Regions from separate parts of the Gasterosteus aculeatus genome. Here region 2 is linked to region 1. The links are chromatin contacts, called in public Hi-C maps. All regions are on one chromosome and are shown on one strand. Each heading gives the region's core, a stretch centred on a gene start, on an enhancer-like site or on the middle of the called end of the contact. The rest is flanking DNA. Distances are from core to core; before and after follow the strand shown. Region 1 overlaps LOC120807839 (26S proteasome regulatory subunit 4). Region 2 holds the start of gtf2a1 (general transcription factor IIA, 1).

Region 1 (5,148 bases), core at 371-2,870:
TTTTCCTCCTTCTTTTTCCTTCTCCTTTGACCATATTTCTAAATTTAACCATCCATTAGTGCGAGACACAGAAGAAGACAGAGTTGCTGGAGCTTTTAACAAGGCTTCTTCCTCCGTGTCATGCTCTGCTGGCCTTCAAAACATGCAGTCTTCTTTTGTGTCTTATTATAGCTGCTGCTGAAAGATATTGTATTGAGGTTACTGAGATTGTGGAGAGAGGCTGGCAACAATGAAGGGTAGCTGCAATAGGTGGTATTTGGGGTTAGTAGAGGTGTGTGTGTGTGTGTGTGCTTATGTCCCATTTATCACAGATAATTGATGTGGACAAGCTTGACTGAAATCTCTGTGACAGCGATCGGCACGCCGCATGCTCGCCGCTGATGGATGCCCATGTCAGGCTTTCTGACCTCCCACCCACTTCATTCAAAGACACACACGCGCACAAGCCATGAGTCCTTTTCAGCGTGGCACAAAAGGAACAGCCTCTTTGCATGCCGTCACCAGAAGAACTGTTACAGAAGGGCGGTCGGAGGACACAAAGTGGGGGAGGATGGAGGTGGGGAAGCATGGTGCAAGTTAGAAAATATTGGGAAGACAATATTTCCCAATATTGTCAATAAGAGGTATTATTAATGAGGTAAGAGAGGTGAGAGGAGGACCGAGGATTGTTTGATAAAAGTTGAAGAGGAGGGTGACTCCGTGAACCCATAAAAGAAAAGAGGACAAGGAGGAGTTTCATTTAGGATGCAGTAAGCTTTTTTGACCTGTATGTACACACACACACACACACACACCATGTGAACAGAGGTAGCCTTTCAAACTTAAACATATGCAATATCCAAGAGGTCTCACTGTTACGTGTCAATACATCTTACTGAAAACTCAGGCTTATCAAAAGGGCAAAGGTGTAACTACAAGTCAAAATGCTGTTAAATTTAAAATGAAAAGATCAACATTTGAGAAGTACGCCTTCTTGCTATCAGACAAGACGAGACAATCAATACCACTCTCATCTGTTAAATATGAATCCAGGAGCTGGTTGGCACAAGGAAAATAAAACTGGAGCTAACCTCAGTCCAAAGCCAAACAAGAATAAACTTCATGGTTACACAGGCTCAATATGGCTGTTGTGGATATTGGAACCTTCAATCATATCTGTACATATAAAGTAATAAGTAATAAGACACAGGTCGACGTGTAGATCGGCCACTAACAAGGTGTTTACTATCACACCAGTCATTGCTGCTCTTCATTGACACTCTTGATTCTAAGAGTTCACTGCTTGTTTTGAGGAATCTGAACAATGTCGCTCTCGCTCCCCAAACATCATATCCTCCCTTTTCCTTCAGCTTCACTAAAAAATGTTAGCCCAGAAGAGCACAGGAAGTGAATTAAAAGCCCACCAGTATATACGGAGAGAAACCCGTTCTGTTGGAGTGGCGTGTGCAGTAGTGGGTTGTCTTGGTGGGCACCGCGATGAGAGTTGGACCAATCTCGTCTGGGGTGGGTAGCCTTCGTATTTTCGTTGCCACCAGTGCCCGCGGTGCAATGCGGGCCTGGCTGGCAGGCTCGGGGGAAAGGACCCATCTGTTGTATGAGATTATTTCAAACCACAGACAACACAGGATGTCACCTGTTTCGAGAGACTCAGGGTAGGAGGCATCACGAGCAGGAAGGTATGGACAGTATGTGTGTGTGTGCAAGGGGGGTATGGAGGTGAATTTCTTCAGGCAACATGTGTTCTCTCATTCCATCTTGTTATAGTCGTATTCATGCATGTGTATTTCTTGTAATACTATGTATATATATCAACCAATGTAGATGTTGATAGAAGAAGCCTCTTTTAGTTATCATATCATCCTACATTTTTTTTGTTGTAGTTGTTTGTTATGTATTATCTTCCATTGTATGAATTTTTAAACAGTATTAATACTATCACAACAGCTGCTTTACTTCAGCAGTGGTGGTCTTTAGCAAACCTTGTATTCTATGAAGTAAATCTATGATAGAAGACTCTGAACCTCAAAGAAAACATCCGGTACCAACATTCAGGGCCACATGTACTAACGCTTTTTGCGCCCACTTCAGGCGTATTTGTTCTGCAACGTGTGCGTAAAAGCGTTGTGAGGTTTGTACAAACAAGCCGCACTGAGGTGAAAGTGCAGACTGCCTGTCGCGGAAACTGAAAAATGCAAATTTTGCTTTTCGTGTCATGCATATGCATTGACGGGAGGGTCCAGGGAAAAGTGTATTATGTAGTGTATTAAGTGTATTAAGAAACCGCCGGTGGAAGATTGCCTGTGTTTTGCACCAAAAATTCTCAGCAGTCATGCAATTTTACAGTTACTAGAAGAAATCAGATGACGTTGCTTCTCCTACTCAGTGTTCACAGTCCATTCCAGCATTTGTTAAACTCCTTGCTACATTACATTAATTATTGCCATCAGGATCATTATCAAACAGTCAAAGCATCAGCAGTGGGAATATCGCAGTCTGTACTCAGCCGTATCACAGCACAAGTATTTCACGCTTTGCTACAACGCACTAGTTACCATACATACAATTTCCAACTGCTAATGTCCAAATAACACATCAACTTTGTTATCACTGAATTTCCTTGGCGCTGATAACGCTACGTTTGCAAATGTACGGACATGAGGCCCTGAGTGTTAGTCCAAGAGGAAGTGATGCACGTATTTAGTGAGGGGGGGGAAGTAAAGGGATTGTGTGGTTACTTTTAGTTTCAATTTTTTTCTGTGTTTGCATGTGCCATAATAAATGTTTTTTTCTTACCATACTGTAGCTGCCTAGCATAAATTTAAAAGACAAAAATAATTAACATTGGCATTGGCATAATCTAAGAATTTATAGAAAACACTCAAAAGCTGGGTGCATGGCCGACTCCCTGCCGCATCCCAGACTCACTATGAAAAAACGGTTTGCCTACTTTTATGCTGTGGACAACGTGTTGGCTAACAGCTGACTGCATCTATGCCTTCCAGCCACTGTGTGATGTTTCTGGGTTGGAACAGAAACTCATGAGCAGAGGAAAACACAGAAGACGGGCCAAGGTGCAAGCGAGGGCTTTCATTCTGCGTGAGGAAGTCATACACGGAAGGTCCGAAAAATAGAGACAAACAAATTCAACAGGGGGCAGGCTTAATCCTAGAGTCAAGAAGAGGAAAAGTTATAAACCACCAGGAAAATACTGGAAGGAAATACCGAACGGCAATGAGTAAATGGTTTAACTCGCCGAAAACACTCAAAATGTCAGAGCAGATAATATGATAAATACTACCTTGGGGAATCACAGAAAATGTTTCTATTTATTTAATTGTATGACAATGCAAGTGTTCACAACTGGGGCATCAATGATCGCTGTATCATATATTTTAAATACTATGTTAATCACTAATGACGTCACCCATTTAACTGTAACCTTATTGATCCCTGTGTCATAAATATGAAATACTTTTAGGTTCAGCATTAATGAGGTAGAAACACAGATGATGGTGGTTACGTCTGATGGTGGTTACGTCTGATGGTTGTTACGTCTGATGGTTGTTACGTCTGATGTTGGTTACATCGTATGGTGGTTACGTCTGATGTTGGTTACATCGTATGGTGGTTACGTCTGATAGTGGTTATTACTGGTGGTTCCTAAAGTGGTCCTGCCCTTACACCTGGCTAACTACTCTCAATATTTGAATTATTTTCGTTGTATGCATTGAATGTATTGAACATCATTTACGTTGTTCATGCTGTACACATGACATCTATCACACTGTGTCCATCCTGATAGAGGGATCTGCTGCCTTTCCCCTGAAGTCTTCTCCCAGTTGAAGTTGAAGGGTCTCAGTGTCACGGATGCGGGGCAGGCAGGACTCAAACGCAGAGTTTCAAACAAAATAAGACTTTAATGGTCAAAAACTCCAAACGCAAAAAGGCCAAGGGGCAAAAACGCAGACGGGAACCAGGAACATCCAAAACATTCAACAATGACGCAAGAAGTGACACACATGGCTTAAATACACAAGGGAGGTACAGGTCATTGGACACAGGTGGAAACAATCATTACACGACAGACAATCACAGGGGAAGACAGGACAAGGCAGGAAGTGAAGTTACCCAGGGACACGAGAGGCAAGAAACTACAAAATAAAACAGGACATGAACCCAAACTGTGACACTCAGGACAGAGGATGTTGCATGTGTACAGACTGTAAATCCTTCTGCGGCAAATTAGTCATTTGTTATTTTGGGCTATAAAAAAAATAGTAAGTATTATATTCATACTGTAGATAAAGACTGACTTAGAAAGTCAATCCCAGCATCATATTCAAACTAGTATAAAGGAGTCATGAAGAGGTCAGACCTTCGGCCAAGGGTGCACCACCTGCATCCTAAGGGCTATGTAGAAGAAATTGTTTCCTGCAAGTGATGAACGAGTGTCAGGGGGGGAGGAGTACCGGAGGAGGAGGTGAGGAGGAAGATTTGGCTCTAGAGATGTTACCCACAGGAAGCTCAGGCACAAACCTCAGGATGTCCTCACCCCATCACTCTACCATCTGTAACTCAGTGGTCTGTTGTGGGTGTGTGTGCATGTGTGTGTGCGAAGAAATAGGTGGTTTGTGTGTTAAAAGGATATTTTTCAGAAAAATAAAAAAATAAATTCAAAGATTTTTCATTTTTATACATAAAAAAAATCTAAATATATACTTTTTTTTGTGCATGCATATATGGGTAATGTAACCTCTTGCATGACAGTGGAAGTTATGAGCTGTTTTCTGTAGTCCTAAATACCTCTGTACACCTGTGTCCTGCACACACACACACACACGCACACACACACACACACCATCACCTCTTGCATCTCCACGGAGAAGAACAGATGGGAGAACAGGAGAGGGTTCCCACTAACGCTCCTCCGCTTCTTCCAATCTCAACCCATTGCAGCCCAGCGGCCTTCGACCCTGCCAGAACCATCGTGACTCAGCCAAATCCCACACACACACACACACACACACACACACACAAACAAGCACAATCACACACACCTATGCTGGAAGCCACACTCCAAATATGGTGCCAAAGTCATGCACACTAAATACACATTCATGCGCAAAGCCACAAATTTACATGCAGGCA
Region 2 (5,063 bases), core at 303-2,802, 97 kb after region 1:
TGGGGGCCCATTCATAATTGAAGCTGGGACTTAATATCGCACCAGTGGCTCCCTGTGCACCGCCGACACCACTGGAGCTAGCTGCTCCTCTGTTGCTATGCAACCACAGCGATGAAAGACGGGGGGCTGGGGGGGTGCATTCGGTAGATCTTTAGAGGGCATCGTACCCCACGTGAGCACTTGGTTCGTACAGAACAAAACTTACGAGTGAATTTAAAAATGTTTTCATCAGTGTCGAGTCCACTTTTAATTTAAATTGAATGAAGCGAGTTGTGTAATTCGGTGGTGGGGGAGGCCCGCTGGGGGGGCTGAGGTGGTCGATGCTGCGTGTTTCCCGCGCCGTCTCCTCCACACGATGCCCGCCGAGCAAGTTTCCATGGAGACAGAAGTGGAGGTAACGTTCTCCCGGTCGCTGCGAAGCTTTAATGGTGATCTGGAAACGTTGCCCTGGTGCTCAGAACAGGTGTATTTTTGATTCAACATAACCAATAGATGTGGCTACCGCCCCCCCCCCCCCCCCCCCCCCCCAAAAATCCCTCACCCTTTATTGAATTAAAATAGTTGAATCCCAGTGAATGGATGTGTGTCATGGAATCAGAAAAGGAGAGCTTGTTTTCCGGGCCGCTGCGATGTGGCGTGATCACACTCTGGTGGCGGCGGGAAGTTACTGACGTGGCTTCAAACGTCATCTGGAACCGTCAACAAAGGCACCAACTGTTCCTGTGAACAAGTACGGTTCCATTACAGATATATCATAACAACAGCAATGCAAACGGAATGAAAATCAATGACAAGTGAAGTTACGTTAACACCTGAATCAGCGATCATTGACATAAACACAGGCAAACAAATGCAGAAATGTTTCCACAGAGATGTAGATTAAGATTAAAGTCTAATTACAAAGCACTGCGGTTTGTGCTTTGACGTTCCTCTTGTCTTTCAAAGGTTTTAAATGCATGAAAGAAGCATTAATCAGGTGATCTTCAGGGGATTCTCCCTCGTTATCAGTGCACAACGATAAAACAAATCAAAGACGACCATGTGAGGTCAACTCAGTACGGTTTTGGTGACCTGCAGAGTCAAAGAAAAGGCCCAGAGGCAGCGCTGGCTTAACAAAGGTAACCAAGAGATGCGAAAAACAAATGATAAAGAATTGTTTTTAGTGCATTTTACAGACATGCGTGAAAATTGAAGAGATGGTAACAGAAAGCTAAACCAGGAGGGTCAAAGCGCCTTGTGTGTTCTCTCTGCCCTCAGATCAGATATTACAAACGCCACGCATTAATGCTCGGGCTGACGTCCATGTTTTAGGATTTATATATCCATCACTATGTTTGTATCGTGTAATAATCTACCAATGAAACTGGCTCCTGGGATACTGTGATTTTCTCCTTATATGGGTCACATTATTCACACGTGGCCTCATTCCGTAAACAAGATCACCGAGCATTACAGAGCTAATGCGCTCTGCGCACGTGTATTTACCTCGTAGCACGTTAAAACCCCTGTAAACTACATTTCCCAGCGGCGCGCCTTTCGCGCGGCCGTCATGCGCCGGACGAGATCTCGCGCGAAGTGCGGCGCGACCCTGCCCTATGTCTCGCGCACTCGCAGCTCCACGCTCAGTATATAAAGCAGGACCACGACGGCAGGACGGCGGCTGGGAGTCGCAGCCCGGGATTGTAAATAAGACCGCTCAAACTGTGTTTTATTTACAAAAGTAATGCCGGCTGTTTTAAGAGAGCGTTCCCAGTTGTTTTAAGTCATTTTTTTTGTAATTTTTTTGGCTCTATCTCTCGCCTATTTCCGTGTGGTTTTTACACTACGCGTATAATGGCGAGCTCGGCTAACTCGAACCCAGTGGTAAGGATCAATCTCTAAGGATTGTCAGCGGGGAAATGGGGGGGCTAAGATGAGAGGAAGCTGTCAACGAGATGTTTGTGTCATTCAGGCTTAGCAAACACATCATTGTTCTACCAAATAAAACGAAGAACGTCTTCAGTTAATCGGCCATTTTAATCATTCTTCAACTGAGCTCAGGTCGTGTTCCGATAAAGCCATCTGGTGGGAGCGATGGCTGGTGACCAGTGACGTTCCGCAGAATGCAGATGTTCTTACGGCTGGTTAGTTATGGGCTTAAATGTCCGGTGGAGCTACTGGTTCATACCAGCGTAGTATCTGTAAACTCCCATGTGAACACGAGTCGGTGGTTGTGCCGTTGATGGCGGTCGGAGCGTTTCTTGCGTGGCCGAGTCTCTTGTGAAAGGACGAATCTGTAACGTTAAATCGGCTAAATAGTCTTTTATCTGGCGCAGTTTTAGATGTTTGCAAAGCACCTCGCCACCAAACCACTGCGAACGGCTTGTGTTGTGGTCCTTTTTTTAATTAAAAGTCTCCGTGGCCGACAAGCCGCCACCGCTCAGTGAAAAGCCTCCCCGCCGTCCACCATTCCACGACCAGCGGGCCAAACCGCCGCCGCTACCCGCCTCACGACAAAGTAGTCCGCTCCCCGCCGACACGGCCACACTGACGCACTTCGTCAAAGCCCAGCGGCCATGAGATAAAACGCCGAAAGCACCTTGTACGTTCCGCCGCACAAGGCTTCGGCGTACCGGACTTTCGGGCGCGCGTTTCGCCGCTCCGTAAAATGGCTTCCACGTCGCCCCTCGCTCCGCTTGTGGCCCTCCTCTTTTCCCCCTCCCGGTTATATACGGCCATGTTGGCTCTCTAATATAGACTGCCCGGGATGGGAAGGCGCTACTCGACGCCACGTCACCGCCTCCGCTTATAAACCGCGGACGTGGCTTTAAATAGCGGAGAGGCGCGCGCGCGCGCGGGCCGAGGGAGGCGCGGAGGGACCGAGGGCCGTGCTGCGGCCGCAGGGGCGCGGCGGGTCACGCCGCGGAGGCTTCGCTCGTCCCGTCGCTCTCCTTCCGTGCTGAAACCCGACCGTCGCTCCACCGCGAACCTTTTACATGGCGAACGTGAAGTGGACGCCGCGTATTGCAGGTTGTCACGACACGCTAAATCCCAGCTTCCATACCCGACCAATCCTAGAAGTATCACTGTAGTGTGACATAATAAGATATGCTTATGCAAGAGAACTAAACACATATTTAGATGGTTCGTTACATGTTTGCTGTGGTTGATGTTCCTATTAAGCATTTATGAATATGACGTGTAAACTGACAATGTGTGTATGTATATGTGTGTGTGTATATATATTCACACACATACAATGTATATTTACCTAGTAAACATAGTAATGTGCTCTCTTTCCCTTCCTCGTAGCCTAAACTATATAAGTCTGTAATTGAGGATGTGATCAACGAGGTACGAGAGCTCTTCCTGGATGAGGGAGTGGACGAGCAGGTGCTTCTGGAGCTGAAAACGGTAAATGTCCCCATTACCGATCCCCCCCCCCCCCCTACAGGAGGGCTTTATGTGATTGTTGTGAATGAACGTATTCTTCATAACTTTTTCTGCTCGAGAATCAACAAATTTGGTTCGGAACCGAGCCAGAATCAACCTCGAACAGGGTTATTGTGTGCTCATCACGAAGGAATAATCCTTGAAAATCCTCCAAACACAACAAGTTATAAAATATGTGATGCAAATTAGTTTTGTGCACACAGCGTTGCTTATGTAAACATTTTATAATCGAAGCTAGAAGCCAGCAAAGAAAAAGGATCTGCATGTTTTATAGGGCCGTTGGTGGTATTTGTCAAGCGGTTCTTTTTTTTGTGTGTGGTCATATTGATTTATTTCTTCACCAGTGACGTATAAACAGATTTTTCGCTCACAGCGGTTCCCCTTTATCCTGACAGGAATAACATTGTCCATATAGACAAAGTACTTCCAGAGTGAATGCATCTTTCATCATGCGTGTGCCATTTTCAGAGCATGGTCCCCCCAAAAAAAAGTGTTAATCACAAAATGTTCAACCTGTGACACATCCCGCTTCTTCTGCCTGATGCTCCAGCTGTGGGAAAACAAGCTGTTGCAGTCCAAGGCAGTGGAGGGCTTCCACACCGAGGAGCAGGCAGCCCTGCAGGCCGCGCAGCAGCAGCAGCAGCAGCAGCAGCAGCATCAGGTCCAGCAGGTGCAGCAGGTGCAGCAGGTCCAGCAGCAGGTTCAGCAGGTGCATCAGGTCCAGCAGGTGAATCAGCCTGCACAGGCCCAGCAGGTCATTCTGCCCCCCCAGCAGCAGCAAGGTGGGTCCTTCTTTCACTATAAACCATCCAGCAGAAGTATCAAACATCTGGGACGGTAAAATGGTCCATTTTGTCAAGTTGGCGAATGTAATGTAAAAGTTACACGCTGCCGTCCCACTTAACTGATATTCAAATAAGAATCGAGAGTCTCTTCCTGCATATTTCAGCCCCGGAAATGTTTTCAGAAACGTGTTTCTGTAGAAATGTTTGACCCACAGAACACGTTCTCATCGTACAGCCGAACAGGACATAGAAATATGTCTCTGAACTCGTTTGAGGCAAATACAGTAACCTGATTGCGTCGCATTTGGTCATCAGATATCAACCAGCCATCGGCTGCCTCGTTGAAACGCCCTCCACCCTGATTGGTTGTTTTCCCAGAGGTCATTCGGGGCATAAAGGGGAGACTGATTTGTGTTTCACAGATTTATTTGTCATATTTATGGAAGTACGACAGTCGGTGATTCATCATCTTTGTGTAATTGCTTTCTTAGCATATTATGGTTTGTTTTGAACGTGTTTCTCTCTGCAGCTCCACAGCAACAAGTGATTGTTCAAGATTCCAAGATTCTGCAGCACATGAGTGCGACGGGGATGGTAAGTAGATGAAATGAACACGCCGTTGTGTGATTTGTGGTCGTTACGCCAAAAGCTTTGCGTTAGCGGCGCCAATGCACGGGACATAAAGCTTCTTTTTTTCTGTATTTAGTAAACTGTGTTGATTTAGTCTTTATTCACAAACACTTTTTCTTTTGCCACCAAACCTGGCCGGTAGATAAAGGAATGCCAGTGGGAAACCAGTCACTCAAGTGTCTTCTCCTTGTTCTCCTGCAGAGTGCAGCAGCGACA

Evidence for each region. Hi-C and Micro-C count contacts between places; a contact is called where the count stands out from the background.
Region 2: a contact with region 1 is called in a Hi-C map of blood and trunk muscle, with 3 times the contacts expected there. The contact joins the promoter of gtf2a1 here to the enhancer-like site in region 1. A contact is called at or near these places in 5 of 6 Hi-C or Micro-C datasets (blood and trunk muscle, skeletal muscle, tail fin and 1 more).

What each region holds. Positions count from the first base shown.
Region 1 is chr18:2,032,956-2,038,103 of fGasAcu3.hap1.1, forward strand. The region is part of intron 1 of LOC120807839 (26S proteasome regulatory subunit 4); the gene reads right to left. Among protein-coding and RNA genes, the nearest start is that of LOC120808397, 20 kb to the left of the region's middle. Within about 2 kb of position 1,621, at least 2 of the 9 cell types and tissues checked have open chromatin away from gene starts, as enhancers often do.
Region 2 is chr18:2,130,353-2,135,415 of fGasAcu3.hap1.1, forward strand. gtf2a1 (general transcription factor IIA, 1) reads left to right here and starts at 1,553. Exons shown (of 10, transcript XM_040160135.2): 1 at 1,553-1,863; 2 at 3,292-3,393; 3 at 3,983-4,214; 4 at 4,747-4,811; 5 at 5,049-5,063. The coding sequence starts at 1,834. All of the region lies in intron 1 of LOC120807839 (26S proteasome regulatory subunit 4), which reads right to left.